Linked DNA regions of Gossypium hirsutum: region 2 is linked to region 1. Evidence: chromatin contacts called from public Hi-C data. All regions are on one chromosome and are shown on one strand. The core of a region is the stretch at or near the end of the contact, and the rest is flanking DNA. Distances in the headings are between cores, read along the strand shown. Region 1 holds the start of LOC107916808. Region 2 has its middle 25 kb from the start of LOC121229639.

Region 1 (5,550 bases), core at 2,394-4,893:
AACAAACCGCTACACACCATCTCTACAAATCCCACATACACACCAATAAGGGTATACTAAACCCTTTCCAACCTCTACACACCAATATTGAGTTATGATGGACCCATCTAATTGAAACACACCATGAAGTGGACGTATGTCACTTGTATTAATGCAAATTTACCATTAAAAAAATATAAGCATGCAATTTAACTGCCAAATCGAACTTCTTTCCCTTCATAATAATATCCCCACCACAAATGGAATGCAAACAGATATACAAAGTTAGATACACTCATTTTCAGCTTCCACATTTGTAACCATGTTTGCAAATTAGTTCAGTTCAACAGAATCAAAATTAGTCATACTCATATTCAGTTACAAAATAGCAAAAACAAAAGTACATAGTTTCTAATTATCACATCCAACCATTTTTATATACCGAGTTTAATGTACCATATTATAAAAACAATTTATGCGACGTCAAAACTAAATCATATGAATGTATATATAAAAAGTATTCTAATAGTAATACGTCCTTCAGAGACCTTCCACAAATAGATTAGTGTCCTAAATACTTCTTTGAAGGCTTAAACATACAAAGGACTACTCAAGAACTAAAATGAATCACTTAGCAAAAATGGTGGAAAAACTACAAAAACATGACCACACGGCCCTGTGGCCAGGCTTTATGGAAGGGTCCAAACTATGTGATAGAGATACATGACCATGAGACTTAGGGAGACACTTATGTGACTGAGATTCACAGTCCAGTGACTGAGAGACACGCCCGTGCGACTAGGTTACATAGCTGTGTAGGCAGACTATGTAACTCTTTGTCCCGTATGGCAATTTCACAAGTACGAAGCAAGGTCGTGTCTCAGGCCGTATGACACCTCCCCAAGCCATGTGCGATCTATAAAATTCTTAACAGAGGTCAGACGGCCATGTGATCACCCATGTAACCCACCCTAAGCCGTGTGACTAGAAAACTTACCTAATTTCTTAGGCGAGACACGACCGTGTGGACCGCTCGTGTGCCTCAAAAACCACCACAATCCTTACTGTAAAACACAAAAATTAACCACAAACATCATCCCTAATTACTTCAAGAAACACACCTGAAAGACAATTCTCACGCACTAACGATCAACTGTTGCACCTCAATTAAATTGATCTGAAAACTCAATTTTACAAACACACTAAACTTATAAGAAAATTGGTCTGAACCATATACAAAAATCAAAGAAACCAAAGTAAATCTCAAGAAATCAACACTACACTTACCCGATTCGCAACTTGATTGAACAAAAAGCAACTTTGAGGAGCGACAATTAACGATAATGATGTTGAAATCAAAAGGACGACTTGAAGAACAAAGGGAAAGAAAAAGAAAGCTGAAAACAGAGAGAAAATCTAAAAGCCAAAAGAGTAAAAATCTAAAATTGGGGAAAAAAAAGAAAACTAACGTGAAAAGAAGTGGAAGCATGAGAGAAATTCTAGGAATTTTCATTTTTCAAAAACATAAAGTAGACAAAATAATATTTAACAAAATCCTATCAGATTTTCCAGAATTAGAATAAAAAAGAATTCCCCTTAAGCATACACAAAGACTCAACCCAAAACCTTGAGGTAAACTACCTCTTAACCCCTGAACTAACAAACTCATTATACTGTCAAAACTCAAAAACTAACTTAAAGGTCCATTTGAACCACTAACCTAGCCAACAAAACCTTAGTTCTTGTAACCCCAATTTTGAGGTGTGGCAATCTATATTGTTATTTTAAATATATATTTATTATTAAAATATTAAGTTTTTAATTTATTTTAACACAATTGTATTCTTATTTTAATATAAAACAATGTCTATTCATATTTTGATAGAATATGATTTTTAAAATATATATAAATATATAAAAATAATTCATCACTATATAAAATTTTCATATTAATGTTTTTAAATAATTATTTTCTATTATCACCTCATTACTACAACTGCATTAGAATTTAAATACATATATTATTGTCGATTTTAATCTCACTGTTACAATATTCAATCTTATTAACTAATTGTACCATTATTTTTATTTTAAATATCATTGAAGTTAATCAATGAAAACCTAATATTATTTTTTTTAAGAACCTTCCTCTATTCTTATTCTTATTCAATGAGGTACCCATTAAGCGGGGCCATGTTCAACTCCAAACCTTTTTATATAATCCCTTCTCCCTTCTATCATATTTACAGAAAAAAATAGACTTTCCAAACCATCTACGACTTTAAGCACTACAAATATTAATTACCTTTGACTTTTATCACCGCTATTAATATAAATATAGAAACATTTTAACTTTGACATGTTCTATATTTATAAAACAAAAAAATTCAAACATATTAAATAAAAAAGTGGACCCCCGACAAATAATTTATAAAAGATAAAATAATTAAAAAATCAAATAAAACAAATTTAGAAAACAAGTTTTGAAAATAACATCAAATTCTTTTAAATTGCTTTACTATCATGTATAATAGATTTTCTGTTTTTGTTGATTTTAGGATATCCACAATCGATAGTAATGATTAACTCTTTCATCATAGATAGTAGTAGAGTCGAAAAATATTTTTGGAAGGCCATAATTAAATTGTATATTTTTACGATAGTAGAAATATAATTTTATCATTTTAATAGTCTATATTTTTATAATTTTTAAAAGATTAAATCAAATTTTTATTATTTAGGGGGACAAAGTGTAATTTTACCTTTATTGATTTAAAATTTTATAAATTATAAAAAAAATTTAAATGAAAAACTTTCCACTTTAGGGGGTCGGGGCCCCTACCAGCCCCCTTTAGCTCCACCACTGGTCATAGATACTTTTTAGAAAAGCGAGTGGCTGGTCATGAAGTATATTTTATTCTCATAAGTAGAGATTAAACCTCTTAAATACATGATTAACGGACGAAATGGGCAACCACCACACCACATGTTTAAAACACCTTTAAACAAAACTTTAAATACATACATTAATCATATAACAAGTTATAACATTAAATAAAGGGAGAGTAATTCACTTACATTAATATAAAACTAAAATAATTTTACATTTTTTATAACTTTTCATATGAATAATTCAACATTTATACTTGTCAAGCATGTAAATATTTTAATTGATCTGATAACTTTATTATATAATATAAAATATTAATGATTGATTTTTTTAATATAAAACAAATAATTTAAAATTAGTGTGAAAACATAAAAGATCATTTCTCTCCCATTACAACAAATAAACTGGTACGTGGAACATATATCAATTAAACAAAAATGGAAATTGAAATTAAAAAAGAAGCGTCACTCGGCCTGACTTTTAATTAGAAGCAAATAACGGCTGCGCTTTGTAAGTGGCGGAGGTGTGAGAGTGTAGCTCAAGTAAATAGCTTCCTTCCTACGCAACGCGTCACTGCTGAGTTATAAAGGGGAGGGGTTTTATTAAGGGTTGGCAAAGTCAAACGTCAAAATCAAACAGTTGGATGAAAAAGTAGGTATGAATCAGCTGTCCCCATCGCTATCTCTTTGAAAAGTACAACAACAGCATCCCCCTTTGACTTGCAACGCCAACGGTATTTCATGTTCCCCGCGTGACGCCGTGGCTCGCGTCACTCTTTATAAAACCTCCTTTCCACATTCTTCAATCATCTCCTCTTATTTATTTGTTAGTTAACCATAATAATTACAAACCATTTCTCCTCAAATACAACTGCAATTCCAAAACCTCCCAATTCCTTTTTACTTTTTCTATATATTCTTCTCTAACAATCCGTCCTTCCATCCATGCCATGGGTGCCTGTTTCTCTTACGAAAACCCTGAATTTTCAGAATCTGGGTCTCGCCCAACAGCTCATGTTGTTTCCCTCAACGGTGATCTTCATAAATATAATCCCCCGGTCTGCGTCTCTCAGGTTCTTCACGCCGAAGCCTCCTCCTCCTCCTCCTCCTCCTCTTCTTCTTCCTCCTCCATCTTCCTTTGCAACTCGGATAGCTTATCTTACGACGATTACGTTCCGGCCTTGAATGCGGACCATCAACTGCAACCCAATCAGATATACTTCGTGCTTCCCGTTTCCAAGCTTCAGCAGCGATTGGCTTCCAAGGATATGGCCGCTTTGGCCGTCAAAGCCAGCGTTGCTATCCAGAATGACTCTAGAAACGATTCCAATCGGCGCAAGAAGGCCCGAATTAACCCTGTGATGGTGGTAGCTCAATCTGTTGTTGATCCTGTTGGCGCTTCTACCGCATCAGCCCCAACCCCCAGCAGCACCAAGTCCTTTACCAAGCCCCAGACTCAACCTCAGCCATCTGGGATGTCAAGATCTGCTTCTTTTAGAAAATTGCAGCGATACACATCCAGACGAGCCAAATTGGCCGTTCGTTCTTTTAAGCTAAGGCTGTCCACTATTTACGAAGGCTCCGTTCTGTAATCTACCTACCCGGATCCACCTTTCAAGTTGTTAATTTTCCATGAGCCCCCAATGTAACATATTATACATACATACATATATCTATTAAATTCAAAACTTCCCTGTCCTGTATAGAAACTGAGATCGAGAGTGTCATTTTTTTATTGAGTTAACCGGAGATTCCATTAATCATCATTCTCACATGATTTTTTTTGGGTTTTTTTCATCTTTATATTTCATTTATTCTCAACTGGTATGTAATATTGAGAGAGAAGGCCGGAAGCATATATTTGGAGGTATAAAATCATCAAAAAGAAAATGGAACATTACGTCTACAATCCAAAGGCTCAAGGGGCGCTCTCAATTGTTTATCTGTTTTGAACTAGTCAAAACGGAATTGCTTTAAATTATAATTATGTTTTTGTTTAAATGCGGATATCCTACCGGTTCTACCCGAATCCAATGGTTATTTGTAAATGGATTTGACCTTAGCTTGTCATACAGAGGCCCTCCAAAGGCTTCATGAAACGGCTGAAATAAACCCACTGCTAATTTGGGCCAGTCAGTTCCCATATTCCACTCATCTACCCACCCATCATTCTCAATATTGATAGTACGGACTTTTCTGTTTTGTTATGGAGGTTTTTTCTTTTGTCCATTGCTTCATCCATTTGTGTTTACATGAAAATATTGATACTCCATCCATTAATATTGGATTGATTAATAATAGTTTTCTCTTTCAAGCCTTTGATTTACAAAATCATATTAACTGATCGGTGGACGATGACAAATATCTATCCGAACTCTTTGTGTGTGTATAATTAAACTATCTAGCTAGTGAAGTAAGCAAATATGAGCTTGTTACTCTGCTTCGTTTCTTATATTCATCAAGTCTTTTTGTACAGGAAGAAGTTGAAAAAAAAAACCAACTTAAAGGATTTAATTAGTAGAATGGAAAGAAAATTGAGAAGATAGAAAATTGAAAGAGTAGAAAAATAAAAGAATAGAAATATTTTTTTCCATAGATATAATATGGTTGTGTCTAACCAAAATAACCAATATCATACAAAGCACACAGCTGGGTCACTTACCTGTGTGAGCTAAAATATGT
Region 2 (5,409 bases), core at 299-2,798, 63 kb before region 1:
CCAAGTTAAATCTCGTTCACAATACTATTTAATAATTTTAAATTGGATATAATTTTAGGTTGTCCATTGTTGACTCTAACAAATAAAGATTCCAAGCTATTTGTCTAAACATGACTATCTAGATAGATGGATGTATATATATTTTCTAGGGTAATTATTTCCTTCATTATCAACGGGTTTTAAATGCTATTACATTATGGAATGAAAAATATTTATATAATAAATATATTTATTAAAAATTGATATAAATATCAAATGAAATGTTAAAAATTATAGAGGTTTGAGTTCCATACTTATTATATAAAAGATATAAAATTATAACAAAATACCCTCCAAATAATGCAATTTGTCTTGTAAAATAAGGGTATTTTCACCACTACCTGATTAAGTTGGTGTTTAGTTGGCCGATGACATCAAGCTCAATAAGACTCTACTTAGTAGAATGGAAAGAAAATTGAAATGATACAAAATTGAAGGAGTAGAAAACTAAGAGGATGAAAAGCATAATTTTTCTTTTCATAGGTGTGTTTAGTAGGAAAGGTGGAAAAAAAAAGGCAATTTCTTTCCATCTATTGCTTGATAAAGTTGATAAATGAAATAGAAGAAAATAAAATAATTAAAAAATGCATAATATTGCACTATCATACATCTCTCCTCTCATCATTCTAATTTGGATGGATTGATTTTTATGCATTAGGATGGAAAATGATTATCCTTCTTGTATTCTTTCTAGCCAAGCACACTTTATTTTCTTTTCACTTTTCCTTTCCCTCCTCCCATCCTTCCACTTTTCCACCTAACCAAGCACACACTTAAATATTTAGTAGTAGTAGAATAAATGATTTAATACTAGTAGAGATATGAGCAAGATTAAGAGGATGATTGTTACCAAAAAAAATTAAGAGGATGACATGTAATTGCAACGTATAGTAAAAATAAGGTTAACATATGTAATTAATTTTTGTACTTCTATAAAAGTAAAAAATTTAATCATTCTACTTTTTCAAATTAAAAATCTTAGCCCAACAATCATTATCATTAGTAGTTTTCGTCAAAATTTATCAACTTGGCATGCTTATTTTTTATCAATCATATGAAGATAACTTAACCAATGTGCTAAGTCGATAAAATTTGACTTAAAATACTAACAATGTTAATGATTGATTTGATATTTTAAATTTAAAAAAGAGGGTTTAATTTTCTTGAACTTTTTAAGTACAAGGACTTAAAATCTCGAACTTTATCTTGACTAAAAGCATATTTTAACCATAAAATAAAGAAAAATTAAATATATATTTTTTGCTCCCTTGTTAAATATATATTATTTCGGTTTAACTAAATTATGAAAATAGATGAATATTTTAGAGGTCAACTTTTCTTTTTCTATTTTGTTTGACGAATTTATGCAGTAAATAGAATGGTTATGTTGAATGTTTTATAGACCTCATTGATTGTTATAAAATGGGTTGTCGGTTTGTTGTTTCTACAGGTTAGATGACGACGAAATGTTTGGTCTACATCATGCATACTTGAGACATGATGCTTAAAATAGGGTTTTATAGGCAGCTATATGATATCGCACATGATGTAATGACTACCAACAATCTTCCCTCTCTAGCAATACACAATTTTTTTTAAATATTTAATTTTGTGGCTATTTTATCCATTTAACTAATTTTTTTTATAAAAATGATATTGATTCAAAAATATTCACTCAAATGACTTGAAATGAACAATAAATTTGGATTATGGAAAATAATTTTTGAGATTTTAGACACTAGATGGTCGACACTTATATTTTTTTTTTCAAAATTTTTTTTGGGTGGTGGCACATTCGGCACCCCTTTACCTAATTAAAAAAAATTAATTTTTTGGGGTGTGTGGTGCTGGCCAACAAATGGAAAAAGTCACCCAACAAAAGAGATTAAGAATATTGCAACATAACCCGTCCTTATTTTCCCATCTTTTTTATTTCTCAAGTCTAATTACATATTTTATATTTTAAAATAATATTGAACTACTTATCATGTTTTTTAATTATTATTGCATCACTCACATTATTATTAAATTTAAAAATTAATTTAAAATAACATGTTAATATTATCATATTTGAATTTTCATAATTTTTTAAAAAAATTTTATTTTTATTTCGTTAAATGTAGCTTAATTGTTGCGATTACTTCAAGTTTTGGATTAGAATTGATCAAATTTAATTCTTAATATGATTATTTAGTTATAATTTTTCATTAAAATAATTCTAAATCTTAATTTTTTTTTTATGAGAATTCTAAATCTTAATTTAAACACTAAAAATTCAACAATTTACCTTCAAACGTTAAAATGTATAATTTTTACTAAGTATTACATTGACCTCAAGTATAAATAATAAATTAGGCCTAAAAATTATATATTTTTTAAATTTAATGATAATTTTTTAGAGGTGGTTTTGATAAAAAGTTGTTAAAGTTATCTTATTTTAATATATTATTTAAGAACTTCAAATGAAAGTATTTTAAAAATATTTATTAATTTTAATATTGAATTTTATAATTGTGAAAATATATTAAAATGCTAAATACAGTAACCAAAATGATAGTATTTGATACTAAACTAGTTAATTTTTAAATCAAAAGTAGTTAATTTAAAATTAATTTAAATTTAATAAGCACAATTAGATTAGATTTTTTTGGATAAAATTAGAATATTTTTTTAATGATTTTCATCTTTTATAATAATTTAAATAAATATTTCTAAATTATTGTTTCTTTTATTTTAAAAAATAACGAGTAATATATTTATAAAATATGTAGTTCAATATATTTTAAAATAATTTTAAAATTTAATAATAATGTGAGTGATTGAATAATAATTAAAAACATGATAAGTAGTTCAATATTATTTAAAAATATAAAATATGTAACTAGACTTGGGAAATAAAAAAGATGGGAAAACAAGGAGGGGTTATATTGCAATATTTCTAATCTATTTTGTTAAGTGACTTTTACCATTTGTTGGCTGGCACCATACACCCTAATAAAAATAAAAATAAAAATTTTGAAAAAAAATCATAGATGCTGACTATTTTTAAAACCTCAAAAATTATTTTTTTAATAGAAAAAATAGTGGTGCCAGGCATCTAGTTCTCATAACTCAAATTTACTGTTCATTTTAAGTTATTTGAGTGAATGTTTTTAAATCAGGATATTTTTATAAATATTAATTTTTTTGGGTCAAATGGGTAAAATAGCCTAATTTTGTTCATAAGGAATGCTTTTGTTTTTATGTTTCTTTTTTCTTAAATCTGAAAAAGAAAATATTCTCTGGCACTTTATAATTTTGATTAAGAGTATCTCTTTCTGGGCAAAATATTTATCATATGCATATATGTACATCAATTGAAAGACACAATAGATGAATACACTGTGTAAAAAAAATATAATTCTTAAATTCAAAATCATCAATAAATAATTAAATTCTTATTATTTTTTCGAAAGCATAAACTAAATTATACTTAAAATGTCAAATTTAAAAAAAAAAACGTTTTGAATACATGTTTAAAACACATTTTTTTTAAATTGTAAGTGTTGTTTATATTACAGTTTGACTCTAATCCTCTTTAGACCTGAGTGATATTTTACCTTTGGTGAAGTTAAAAATAGTGGTGAATGTGAGATTAATTACTATAGTGATGAAATTAGATACTGTAGTAGTGAAGTTAGAACAGTAGTGGAGTTTGTGTTTGGATTAAAACGCATAGGGTGAGAATAAAAATGACTATTAAAGATATTAAATTAGAAATGATATATAATAGAAATTTTTTAAAATTATTTTACTTTTACGAAATTATTAAAAATATGTAAATTTATAATTTCATTTAATAAAATATTAAAAGTATTTACAATGTTTATTTTTAATTAATATTACTTTTATATACAATATATATAAAAAAAATAATCAGCAACACAAACATTAATCACATAAAAGGTTGAAATTGTAAAAAGAAAAACAGTTTGACAGGGGTGGTTTTTTTTTTTTTTATTAGAGTTGTAATAAGGTGAGTTTTCTAAACGTGTTTTATCATTGATGTTCTAAACACTCGAAAATATTATTCCTCAAAATTCCATTAGTATTGATTACTAATCTAAAGAAGCCTTAGTCAAAGCAAAACTTCAAATACTTATATTAATCGTAACAACTTTTTTTAGACATCTAATTATAACACCATTACCATCATATAAATACAAGAGTAAACTATTTAAATCAACATTTAACATTTAAAAATTATTAACCATGGTTAAAAATAATTAAAAATATCATAAATTTATTAAAAATCTTAAAATTCATATCAAAATTATAAAATATGTTTTGAAATTATAATTAAAGGAAAAAATTGCTCCGTTAATCATTATCTTAAATAATAATAATATTAAAATAAATGGTGGTACTATATTAAGTGCACTATAATATTGTGAAGAGACAAATAGCTTTGTCTGTGTAATGATTAGGTAGTGAGTAAAAATATAAAAGATTGTGTCACCCAAAGTTTCCAAAGATGATTAGGCATGTGCTAAACTCCACTTTGACTTTACTTGATTTCTCCAAATAATTGGCGCATTTCGTCCTTTTAGTTAATTAGCTTTGGAATTATGGTTGTATTACTTTTTCTCAATTAAAACATTAAACTGTGATGTCGTAGGAATCACGTACTTGCTGCCATTCATTTATCTATCCTATAATAATGTATCTTGAAGGTAAATTTATTTTCTAAAATTATCAATTTTAATAACTCATAAATTTATTTTAAAAAATGCATAACTATCACTTGTTCTAGATTCATAATGCAGGTGAAATAATAAAATTAATGTTTTTATATTATTCTTTTTTTAATTATAAAATTATTTAAAAAAATCTATCCGGAATAAAAATTAATTGAAAGTTAATGTTGAGATTAATTATTGAAATTTATTATGCACGTGAAATAAAAAAAAGTTTTTTTATAACTAATTTTTTTAAAATTTAAAAATTATATCAAAAGGTGTTCTTTTAAAATTTTGAAGACATGTGACACTATTTTATTGGTTTTCGGTACAAAAATCAACAACCAAGTACCTAAAAAAGTATCAAGTTAATTAACAATTTCCAAGTTAAGATACCATTTAGATCCAAAAAGAAGTTTATGTACTAACGTACGAGTTGTCAAGTTCATGGGCTAAAATATTAACGTATAGTAAAATGTGATTATCTTCTCCTATATGAAAATATTTTTTGTTTGATTATAAATTTCAAAAAAATATTTTTTATAATTTTAAAAACTAATTTATGAATTTCATATAAGTTCAAAAAATATTTTTTTTATAATTTTAAAATTTAATAACAATTCCTCTTAGATTTGGTTTTATTAACTTTGGG

What was found. Hi-C and Micro-C count contacts between places; a contact is called where the count stands out from the background.
Region 2: a Hi-C map of leaf shows a contact between it and region 1, with 2.3 times the contacts expected there. The contact joins the enhancer-like site here to the promoter of LOC107916808 in region 1. A contact is called at or near these places in 7 of 34 Hi-C or Micro-C datasets (fibers, leaf and seedling).

What each region holds. Positions count from the first base shown.
Region 1 is chrA01:18,849,630-18,855,179 of Gossypium_hirsutum_v2.1, reverse strand. LOC107916808 reads left to right here and starts at 3,643. Exons shown (of 1, transcript XM_016846182.2): 1 at 3,643-4,628. The coding sequence starts at 3,819. The coding sequence ends at 4,460.
Region 2 is chrA01:18,910,595-18,916,003 of Gossypium_hirsutum_v2.1, reverse strand. No RefSeq gene overlaps it. Among protein-coding and RNA genes, the nearest start is that of LOC121229639, 25 kb to the left of the region's middle. Within about 2 kb of position 1,548, at least 1 of the 9 cell types and tissues checked has an H3K27ac peak or open chromatin away from gene starts, as enhancers often do. A contact at or near this core is called in leaf, where this site is marked.